2 separate regions of the Mus musculus genome follow, and region 1 is linked to region 2. A link is a contact called in public promoter capture Hi-C data. All regions are on one chromosome and are shown on one strand. The core of a region is the stretch at or near the end of the contact, and the rest is flanking DNA. Distances in the headings are between cores, read along the strand shown.

Region 1 (5,592 bases), core at 2,006-4,505, 160 kb after region 2:
TTTCTGACCATCAAGGAGGTAAAAAGCCAGCTAGTGTGCCGAGCACCCTGGGTGGCAACAGAAGAGGCAACCGTTCAACATCCCTGTCATTGAGTTCCTGTCAGAAGCTGCCAGCTGGACTGACAAGGGTGGGTGCACAGATCAGGAGAGAGGTGTGCCTTCTAGTCACTGCAAATGTAGTCTGGTATGCGTGTGGGAAGGGAGGACATGGCAATGTCTTGCGCATGCCCGACTCGACCAGCAACACGTTTATTGGGAGAGCTTGATTGCAGAGGCGAAGAGACCCTGAGCCCAGAACTGGTGCTGCTTATACAGGCCTAGGAGAGGCGTGTCTCACACCCGGATTGGTTATGCACTATGCCTCATTTGCATGTTCCTCATCTGATTGGCTACTCTCAGTACCTCACAGAACCTCATTAACATACCTCATTTGCATGTCTCACATCTGATTTGTTATATTCTCAGTACTTCATTAACATGCCCGGGCCAGGCAGTGACTTGGCAAAAAGCTTTACTGCATATGTACACATTGGTTGTTTGTCCAAACTTATGCGTGGTGGCCAGCAGTAGCCAGCGCCACTCTGCAACGGCACATGTGGCTTCCCACAGCGATGAGAACACCTTCCCACTGCAAAGCCCTAGCTGGTGGCAGGGGTGGCCAGCTCTGCCAGTGGACTCACAGATTTGTGGGTTCCACTTGGTTTGATACTATCTGTCAGTCCAGTTACTGCCATGGTCACATCTAGTAGCTATCCAGTGCTTCCTCAGTGTGTATAAACAGAGCCTTGGCTGCAGCCTTGTTTCATCCAAGCAAGATGAAAAGCTGTGTTTCTAGCCTATGCTCTCCAACTCTGGAGAACCTTTTAGATTTTTTTTTTTTTTCATCCTGCATGCTGGGTGGATGAATGGGCCTGTTGGGCAGTAATTTGTGTGAGGTCCATCTTCTGTGGGAGGATGCTCACCATGCTCGGTAAAGTTAGCTGGCAGATAGTTGATGGCCATTGGCTGAAGGGTAATTTAGCTCACAGTTGCAGCTGCTTCCCCAGTCTCGGGCTGGAGGCCATAGCCAGAGTTAGCCTGGGGCAGGACACATGGCTGGCACTAGAGACAGAATCTTTCCAGCAAATGTGACCTAGTTAAAGACAGAGGCTTGGGTGCAGACCTATCTCTGTCACTCAGGATTGGACCATCTTCCTCCAGGAGCCCACCCCTGTCTTTGGCGTCTGTACTGATGGGTTATGCTGTCTTTGAAGAGTCCCTGCAGGAGGCAGAGGCCAGCACACAGCCTAGTACAGCTTACACACTGAGACAACATGTAGTTCTAGAGTAGCTCCTCTTCAGACGGCACCATGTCACTGGCTGAATTCATTAGGGCAGCCCCTCAGGGACCAGCACCTGCCTCCTAGAGGACAATGTCATCAGTGGCTCTGCTGCACAGAACCCAGGGTTGAAAATGAAGTGGGAATGGACTGCTCAGCAGGCCATCGTCCAGCCCTTCAGCTTCAGGGAATCAGTGCTGTGAAGGCAGCCGCATCTTGCTTTCACCTCCCATCCTCTTCCCAAACATCACACACCTCCACCCCCACACCTGCCCCTAACTCTGGGGTAGCAGTGGCCTCGGGCATGGCTGTCACCTACCTTGACAGCTGCCGCACTAGACCCGCTTGAGCTGCACCAAGAACAGGAACCTTTACAAACCTGCTCAAGGACAGGGATTGGGGGGGGGGGGGCTCAGTGACTCAGTGAGAGAGGGATGGGGCCAGACCAGCCTGTCAATTCAGATTTCTATGCAAGAAGCCTTTGACTGAAAGCAAGACTGATTGTTGTCATGTTGACTGGGGTGGCTGCTAGGTGACCTCAAGTCTACGTGATTCATGATTACTCCTCAGCCGTAATCGGTTTGGGATAAGAGCCTCCCTTCTCCCTCTCCTCCTGCCTTGGGAGGGCTGCCTCTCTAAGCACCAGATCATAGGGCTACCACCTGCTTCCAGAGCAGGGGTGTCTGTGGGACAATGCCAGCGGAGAGGTTGTCACAGAGCAGATGTGGCTGGGGAGAGCTTGGTGTGCATGTGAAGGGAGCAGCTTGCAGCGTGCTGGAAGAATTCTGTGCTTGCATCAATTCTTGTTTCAATGGCTGAATTCCACTTGAAATATCGTTTTAATAACTTTGCTAAAATTGCTTTTATCTCTGAACCATATTCCTCAAGCCAAGAGCTTAGCAGAGAGAAAACATATATTATGGAGAGACCCAAATAATCCAAGAAAGGGGGTGGTTGACCTGAGTGTCAAAGCTCTGGTGTCCTAGAAAGACCACCTCTGGCCCTCCTCTTTGGGCTCTGTCCTCCCCAGGGGCGGTGATTTAGAGGTCCCCCCATTCTCCAAAATGTAACCCAGCTCACCTTGCTTCCCATTGCCTGATTCTTCCTGGGAGAGGCCTCTTCCCTGCTCCCTTGCCTCTCCTGCCATTAGCATCTGACTCCTGTCCTTGGGGGGCAGGGGTCTGTATGTGTGCTCTGAAAGTGAGTTAGAAAAAAAGCAATGCTTTTTTCTCCCTGCTGCAGGAAGCTTATTCCACTGGTCCTCGGGACTAATGGAAACCAGGACCCCACACTGAGATGTGTCACAACCCAAGTCTTCCCTAAATGTGCCCAGCTGGGTCTGTCTACCACCCTTCCCTCTCCACAAACCTCCGTTCTAGGAGCTATTGCTGCAGTGGTCCAGCTGCTGACTGCTCCTGCACATCTTGGGGGTGGGGCCATCTTAGACTCACCTCCGATCCTCTTCCCAAACATCACACAGCACTGTGCCTAGTTTGTGACATCATTGGAATTTGAGCCCAAATTTATTGTCTCCAGCTCTGCTACGACCTGAGATTCCCCCCTCTCTTCCCTTACTGCCTGGCCAGCACAGAAAAGTGATCCATTTCCTAGAAAACTTGACCACTCCTGCGGTGGCAGAAATGCAGTGGTCGCAGAAGCACCTATGACGTTGTCTCTCCCCCGCCCCTGCCTTCTATCTACCTCTGCTTCCAGCCAGCCTGCTCTGCAACACCCCTCCCATGCCCTCTCCTGCTGATGCTCCCTCCCCTCCCACCGCCTAAACCTTCACTAGCCTGCTTCATTTCTGTCCCGAACCCCGACTGTCCCCAGCCGACAGTTCTTGTCTTCACCTCCCTGCCACTCTGTGCAGCCAGTCCCTAGCTCCTCTTCCCACTCGGCCCTGCGTCCCGTGCGCTGCTGTCTGGCTCTAACTCACATGGCCCTGCTAGCCACCTTGCTCCTGAGCGCAGCCCTGGGCGCCTTACTCAGCTTCGCGCTGCTGGCAGCGGCTGTCGCCAGCGACTACTGGTACATCCTGGAGGTGGCGGACGCTGGCGGCCTCGGTGGCGTGCAGCTCTTCTCGCATTCCGGGCTCTGGCGCACCTGTGAAGGTGAGCTACACACAGAGACTCCTTGGTCCCACTCTCCTTCCACCTCCTTTATTCCTATCCCCCTAACCCCGTCCCTATCAGTTCCATTGCTGGGATGCGGAGGAGTGTGAGAAAGAAGGTCCCCGCTCAGGGACAGGCTGCTGCCATCGTGGCCATAGCTGGGAAGCAGAGGGGGCTGAAACCATGCTTCCTTACATTCTGAAGAGCTTCTCTCTAAGGCCTGGCTGGGAAGAGTAGGGGTGCCATTGAGAGATGACAGGTCAGGTGGGTGGGCCATGAACCTGCTCCTTGCTTCTGAGTAACTTGATTGCACCTCCTTAGCCTTTCTAGGACTAGGTGCCCCCATGGAGGTCAGAGGAAGAAGAGCACCGGTGGCTGGGTCCCAGTCACCAGGGCTCAGTCGCAGCTTCCTGCGCTTTCTGCTCTTCCACAGGGCTGTTGCCCAGGGACCACGGAAGTCCTGACTCCTTCCTAGAGGAGGGGCCATGGGGCCGAGGAGGGGCAGGAAGCATAGGTGTGGATGTCTAGGGCCCTTCAGCCAAGTGACCAGGGGCTGGTGTCTCCTATGTGAGGCTCCCCAGTGCCCCTCAAGCCCCCATTCTCACCAACCTCAGCCTGATGCTGCCCTTGCCAAAGGGTGTCAAGAATATGACAGTGGCTGTGTATGAACACATGGTACTGTGTGTGTGAGGAAATATAAGTTGTGTGACTATGAGAGGCAAAAATAAATATGATTGTGTGTATGAGTGTGTGTATGTGTGTGTGTGTGTGACTGCGCACAGCTGTGAGCAGACTTGTATGTGTAAGCAGATGCGTGATGGTTGCTTCCTCTGTGTGCTTGGGACGAATGATCAAACTGTTCATTTACCTGGCAAACCTCCTTATCTGTGTGTCCTCGGCATATGTGTAGATGTAGGTGTGTGTGTGTGTGTGTGTGTGTGTGTGTGTGCGCGCGCTCAGCATACGTGCATGTGTGGGTGCTTCCCTGTGTGCTCAGCAGTGTATGTAGGTGCTTATGAGTGTGTGGTCATGTGTAAGGACCAGAGAGCCCTGATAACACGAGTCAGGAATGCTCCAGGATGTGGCATCTCCTCTTTTGGTGACCCAATCTGGGCATTTCTGAATGTTTGAATTTTTACACTCACTTCCCAGTAGGTATGACCTTCTGTGACCCTTAACTAAATAAGAGGTCTAGTCTCTAGTCCCATTTGGAGCCATAGCCCTGAGTTTCAAGAGTTAAACTGGGTCCCAAGGCTATGGTGCCCATGATGCCCAGCCCCCATCTGCACCTTGGTTTTCAGGGCAGAACAGCTGCGTGCCCCTGATTGACCCATTTGCCAGTGCCGGCCTGGAAGTTTCTCCCTCCGTACAGCACCTGCTCTGTGAGTCCTGGGGCAGTGCCATCTCTGACTCTTCAGGCAGGTCTGGGACCCAACCACCTCACCTCAGCCCACAAACTTCTTCTGAGGCTCTGGCCCAGAGGTTGTCTCCGTCATAGCCCTCTGACCACAGATCCTGGAAGCCCAGCCGGCTCTGCCCTCCCCATACCCCGGGTCCTTCTCAGTGGAACCAGCCTCTGATTTTGAGGATGTGAACCACCTTGGAGCATGACTGGGTCTCCTTATGCCCACCAAGTCCCCTTCTAGACTGACCCAGTTTTCAGTTGGATGGCCATCGATGACCTACTCTCCCTGAGAGGCCGGAGGGTGGAGAGGGAAGGGCAATGGCGAGCTCCCTCATCCTGGCTTCAGAAAGCCTGTACCAGAAAGGGGTGGCCACCGGGAGGGTCTAGTAGCCCCTAGGGAGATAGGCGTCTGCTTGAATCTCTGCTCTGGTGACCAGAGCAGGTGAAGGCATGGCTATCTTTGGCTCCTCCTTGGAGGCAGGTCCCTTTCCCTGCCCCTCTGTCCCCCCCTCTGCCTGCCCCTGAAACCCCCTCTTCCCACAGCCCTGCATCGCACAGTCATGGTAGTCTTGCCTCTGAGCCTCGTCCTCATCGTATGTGGTTGGGTCTGCGGCTTGCTCAGCTCCCTATCCCAGAGTGTCCCTCTGCTGCTGGCCACTGGCTGCTACTTCTTGCTAGGGGGTGAGTTGGAGGGAGGGTTGGTCATCCTGGGAGTGGGGTCCTCATTCACTTAGTCCCCACCCTGTCATCAACGGTG
Region 2 (5,620 bases), core at 1,137-3,636:
GTTGGGATTTGAACTCAAGACCTTCGGAAGAACAGTCAGTGTTCTTACCCACACTGAGCTATCTCCACAACCCCATATTTCCATTTTCATTGTGTAAAATAACCAAATTAAACCACCCATCCTTGCTTTCATCCCTGTACTAAGCCATGGCGTTGGAAAGATCCCTTCTAGACTGGCACATAGAGAGTGCAGGTAGTGTCCATAAAAATGTTTGCTGGTAACTAACTTAGCACTGTCATGTGGTCAGAGCAGGATTTTTATTTTTCAGTAGTAAATTAGCTAAATAAAAGGCTTGCTTTAGGGAACTGGAGAGATGGCTCAGCAGTTAAGAGTACTAACTGCTTGTCCAAAGGTCCTGAGTTCAAATCCCAGCAACCACATGGTGGCTCACAACCATCTGTAATGGGATCTGACGCCCTCTTCTGGTGTGTCTGAAGACAGCTACAGTAAATCTTTAGAAATCTAAATCTAAATCTTTAGAAACAAAAGGAGGAGCTTGCTTTAAAAATGTATATTCTCCCCCCCCCCTCCAAAATTAAAGTAAAATAAAGAAAAACAGAGGCAGGCAGATCTTTATAGGTTTGAGGCCAGCCTGCTCTGCACAGTGAATTCCAGGACAGTCAAGGTTCCATGTCTCAAAGAAACTAAGGAAAAAAAAAAAAAAAAAACCCTAAAATACTTAGAAGTTTGCTTATAAACCTTCATCAGTGTGGACATTGCTACAATTGTTTCTAAAGAAGTTCTGATTTTTTTTTTCAGGCTGCTGATCAAAAAACCAAAGGTAAGTATGTTTGTTTGTTTATTTTTATACTTTGTGAGGGGCATACTTTTTATAGTAGTATCAAACTTTGCAATGGTGTGACTTTTGTAAAATTTATGTTTATAGGTGTTTTGCCTACATGTTTGTCTGTGTACCAAGTGTGTACAAAGGCCAGAATAGAGCCTTGGATCTCCTAGACCTGGAATTGAGATAGCTGTGAGCCACCATGTGTGTGCTATTAAATACTTCTTTTTGTCTTCCCTTGGACACAATTGCACATGTAGATACTTGCATTGTAAGGACTTTTGCAAAGGTTCTGCCAGCTGCAGTCTGTATTAATACTCTGTGTCTACTTGGTATCTTGTAGTTTTGCTTTGTTTTTTAAGATTGTTTTAAAAATTCATTTTATTTATATAAGTACACTGTAGCTATCTTGAGACACACCAGAAAATGGCATAGGATCCCATTACAGATGGTTATGAGCCACCATGTAGTTGCTGGGATTTGAACTCAGGACCTCTGGAAGAGCAGTCAGTGCTCTTAGCCTCTGAGCCATCTTTCCAGCCCAGCATCGTTTGTGTAGTTTTAAAGTCAAAATTATGTGTAGAATTTGAAATTGAGCAGGACTTGGAATAAGTTCTTGGTTTTATTTTTAGTAAATGCAGAATTGGTGGAACTACGGCTTTTGACCCTGTGTATCAGTCCTTGGTCCTTGTTACCAGAGTCACTTCAACAGATGAGTTTACTGTTAAATGGGTATTGAAGCAGCAGGGTACCAGGTCATCTCCTCTGCTCTGTTAGAATCTTTTCAGAAGGCTCCAGAAGGACTGGCCATGGCTGTATTTGAATTTATGATTTCAAATAAAACAGTGTTTTTTTACAAATATGGAACTCTTCCTGCATTGCTTATATGCCCCCCCTCTTTGTGTGTGTGTGTCCCATTTTCATAATCTGCTTCATTGTCATTGGTGACTCTTGACTTCTCAGGCTGTGACTGCTCACAGCTGTGTGGTGACTGAAGTACACTGTCCTGCCTCCTCTTGTGGAACCCTGGTTTCTGTAAGTGTGCTGGTGTTTGCACTGTGGATGACTGACTCTGCTGGGTTCTTGTATCTCCTCTCCGTTGATGGGTTTTGGGGAACAGTTTGTTGGTAACTGTAATCGGCCTTTGGATTTGTCCTAGACACAGTTGTTGTATACTTCTAGAATTATAAAGGATCTAAAGTCTTCTACATAATTTTCTTTTTTAGTTAATTATTTCTGTGTTAAATGTATGAGTATGTTGCCAGCATGTTTGTATGTGCACCACAAAATGTATGCCTGGAATTCATTGAGGCCAAAAGAGGGTGCTGGATCCGTTGGAATTGGAAAGTGGTTTTGAGCTGATGTGGGAGTGCTAGGAACTGACCCAGGTCCTCTGAAAGAGCATCAAGTCCTCTTAACCACCAAGCCCATCTCTCCAGCCTAGTTTGTTTTCTAAGAAATATTAGTAGTGTCAGGTTTTGATTTTCTCACAGCCTATCATTACTCAGTCCCACCAGAATCAGCTGCTGTGAAGTGGCTCTCATGCCTGGTGCTGGTGTTAGACAGGACATTGATGTGGTAATGAGATGTTAAACAGCAGCATAAGACAGGCTTGCATTTGCCCCTCCCTGTCCTCTTTGCCTCCTGGCATGGCCTGCCTGGCAGTACATAGTTCAGGGGCTACAACTGCCTGTCCCTACACTCTCCCCAGAACCCTCACTCAGCTCCTGCCTTCAGACTTGTTCTAGGCCCTAGCATTAATGAGTCCCCTTGTTGCTGCTGTCACTGGGGACAGGAAGGAATCTAAAGCTACAGAGTTTGCTACCAAACATGGAGGATTTGTGGGACATCATACAGTGGGCCCTGGCCCCCCTTCTCCTATGTCCGAAGCCAGTGAGCTTCAGAGCAGTGGTATCAGGATGCTTTCTGAGAAAGACAGCAGCAGGGGGCTTAGCAGTCCCTCTCCATCTGCCAGTCTAGTAGAGACCACACTTCTCTCTCCCTTATAAATTTGAAAGTGGTAGTTTGTTTGTTTGTTTTAGAAATTCTGTTTTAGAAATTCTTTCAAAATCATAATTAAAATAGAGATTGTCTCTGACTATCTTTTCTTTTAAAAAAAAAATCATTTTGCAGAGGCGGGGTGCAGGGGGCTGGAGAAATGGCTCAGGGGTTAGGAGCATCAATTCCCAGCAACCACATGGTGGCTCACAACCATCTGTAATGGGATCTGATGCCCTCTTCTGGTGTCTGAAGACAGTGACAATGTGCTTGTTTACATAATACAAATAAAATCTTTTAAAAATGTTTATTTTTATTTTATGTGTTTGGGCATTGTGACTGTATGTATATCTACAGAAGCTGGAAAAGGGAATGTCCAGTCCCCTGGGACAAGAACTGTAGGTCGTTGTGCGGTGCCATGTGGGTGCCAGGAATCAAACCCTGGTCTCTGTTAAAGCAGCCAGTGCTCTTTAACCACCAAACCATCTCTCTAGAACCAGGCTAGTTTTTCAAGTCCTGTTCTGTGATTGCTTTGTGGAAGTCTCATTCTTGTCTTAAAGATCAGAACGAGAAGATGAGTTGTGGAGCATCCTTTTTCTGGCATCCTGCCCTTAGGTTGTACCGTAAGGAACACTGTTTTCGTTGTAGACAGGAGATACACTGTTGTTCTGCTCTGGAGCTATTTGCAAATGGTAGGTCTTTTACCAGAATTTCTCTCCCTCTGGGCCTTCACTGTCTCTGTTGGTAGAGGAAACTCTACATTAATGCCTTACTGTTACAAAAGCAAAACAAAGCAAAACTTTTATTGAAAATACTTGGGAGACAAAAACTGAAGGGTCATGAGTTCTCTCTCTCTCTCTCTCTCTCTCTCTCTCTCTCTCTCTCTCTCACACACACACTCCCAAGAGAAATGTCTTATTTCCCATTCACTGTTTATTAACCACCCTGTATATCTCATTATATTATTAATGTCAATACACTGCTTTCCACAGTTTATACTCCCCTCAAACCTGAGCACTAAGCCATTTAAACACCTTCCTGCCAGCCTGTTCATAGATAGAATCAGCCTGGTACATTCTCCTGTACCTGCATTAGTTACTAAAGAAGGGCAAATGAGCACGCAGGCTTCCTGCCCCAGTGAGAGCCTCAGTGTGTCATGGCAGGAGTGATGGGTGGGTCGGCTGCATGCTGCTGTGCACTGTGCTGTGCACTGTGCTGCCCTGTGTGTCACCGATGCTGAATTAGTGACTGAGGTCCAGACAGCAGCAGTCTCTCTATTTAGGGCCCTGCCCTTAATTTGGGTATGATTGGTAATAATAGTTTTTTTTTCCCTTTCTTTCTTTTTTGGTTTTTTGAGACAGGGTTTCTCTGTGTAGCCCCGGCTGTCCTGGAACTCACTCTGTAGACCAGGCTGGCCTCGAATTCAGAAATCCACTTGCCTCTGCCTCCCGAGTGCTGAGATTAAAGGCGTGCGCCATCACACCTGGCTCAATAGTTTCTTGGTTTTTTTTTTAATCTGTGAACTTTGTGAGCCTCAATTTTGTATCATGTTTTCTGAGGCTTTTCAAGGATTGATTTGGGAAGTAGAGGGCAGAATTAACCATATGGTACTCCTCATAAATGATTGATTTTATATTCATGAAATAAAAAGTTTTCCTATAAAAAGCTCAAATTTAGTCAGATCACCTATGAAAGCAAGTGCTTTGATGTTTGCTTGTGGCTCGTCTCGGGAGATTACTAAGTTAGGGTCTCTGGACTGAATGTGGGACTGACTGCTCACTTTGTAATTGCTAGTTCTCAGAAAACCATTGTTAAAGTCAGTGCAAACCATGTGAAACCATATTCTTTCAGTATGAGCACTTCACCCAGTACTACACTCAAACTTTGGCTCTGTGTGTGTGTGTGTGTGTGTGTGTGTTATAAGTGAAATGCAATAAATTGCACATATTAAAAAAAGAACAGTTTGCCATATGTTGGAATGTGTGCTCTTGTGAAACCAATGACACCAAGCAATCCCCAAGATTTTCTTTGTTCCTCTTTACCCCCATTTCTGTTATCTCCTCCTTGGCTATCTGCCCTGAGCAAACACTGGCCCACTTTTGCCTAAAATTGACTCTATTACATAATGTATAATGAATGGACTCATATGCCATTGTCTTGCTCAGCAGAATATGTGGGGATTCATCCACTTGTGTGCCACTGGTCCCTCCCTTTTTCTTGCTGGGTACCGTTCGATTGTGCATGTATACCATCAGCTTGCCCATCCATTCACCCACTCCTGGGCATTTGATTTTTTTTTTCTTTTCTTTTGGACATTTGTGTCAAGGTCTTAGAATGGTATATACCTGGATTTTTTTTTCTTGAGTAAATACATGGAAAAGAATAGCTGTAATCATTTTCTCAAGAGGCTGCAAACTCTTGAGGAGTTTCCAAAGTGATTGTACAGTTCCGCCTTCCACCAGCATGTGTTTTGGGCCTTGTTATGATTCCTAATACTTAATGGTGTTTGTCTTCGTCAGGGTTCCATTTCCCTTGATGAAACACTATGACCAAAAAGTAAGATGGAGAGGAAAGGTTACTCGGCTTACACTTTCGTCATTGAAGGAAGTCAGGACAGGAACTCACACAGGGCAGGAACCTGGACACAGGAGCTGATGCGGAGGCCATGGAGGGAGTTGCTTACTGACTTGTTCCCCATGGCTTGCTCAGACTGCTTTCTTAAAGAACCCTGAATCACCAGCCCAGAAATGGAACCACCCACAAAGGCCTGAGCCCTCTCTCTTCAGTCAATAATTAAGAGCACGCCCTACAGCCCTAAAGCCTGGGCGCTTTTTCTTT

Evidence for each region. Promoter capture Hi-C pulls out the DNA fragments that hold promoters and counts their contacts.
Region 1: a contact with region 2 is called in a promoter capture Hi-C map of embryonic stem cells, with 2.9 times the contacts expected there. The contact joins the promoter of Tmem235 here to the enhancer-like site in region 2. A contact is called at or near these places in 17 of 39 promoter capture datasets (the 3T3-L1 cell line, 3T3-L1-derived adipocytes, the C10 cell line and 12 more), 5 of 484 Hi-C or Micro-C datasets (the HPC-7 cell line, embryonic stem cells and fetal liver), 1 of 115 datasets of contacts at active chromatin or transcription factors (fetal liver) and 2 of 9 other capture datasets (adipose tissue and liver).

The regions. Positions count from the first base shown.
Region 1 is chr11:117,857,497-117,863,088 of GRCm38.p6, forward strand. Tmem235 (transmembrane protein 235) reads left to right here and starts at 3,256. Exons shown (of 4, transcript NM_001085535.1): 1 at 3,256-3,430; 2 at 4,732-4,812; 3 at 5,379-5,516. The coding sequence starts at 3,256.
Region 2 is chr11:117,701,620-117,707,239 of GRCm38.p6, forward strand. It overlaps Tnrc6c (trinucleotide repeat containing 6C), which reads left to right. Exons shown (of 22, transcript NM_198022.2): 3 at 760-781. Among named protein-coding and RNA genes, the nearest start is that of Tnrc6c, 50 kb to the left of the region's middle. Within about 2 kb of position 2,387, at least 8 of the 459 cell types and tissues checked have an H3K27ac peak or open chromatin away from gene starts, as enhancers often do. A contact at or near this core is called in embryonic stem cells and stem cell-derived epiblast-like cells, where this site is marked.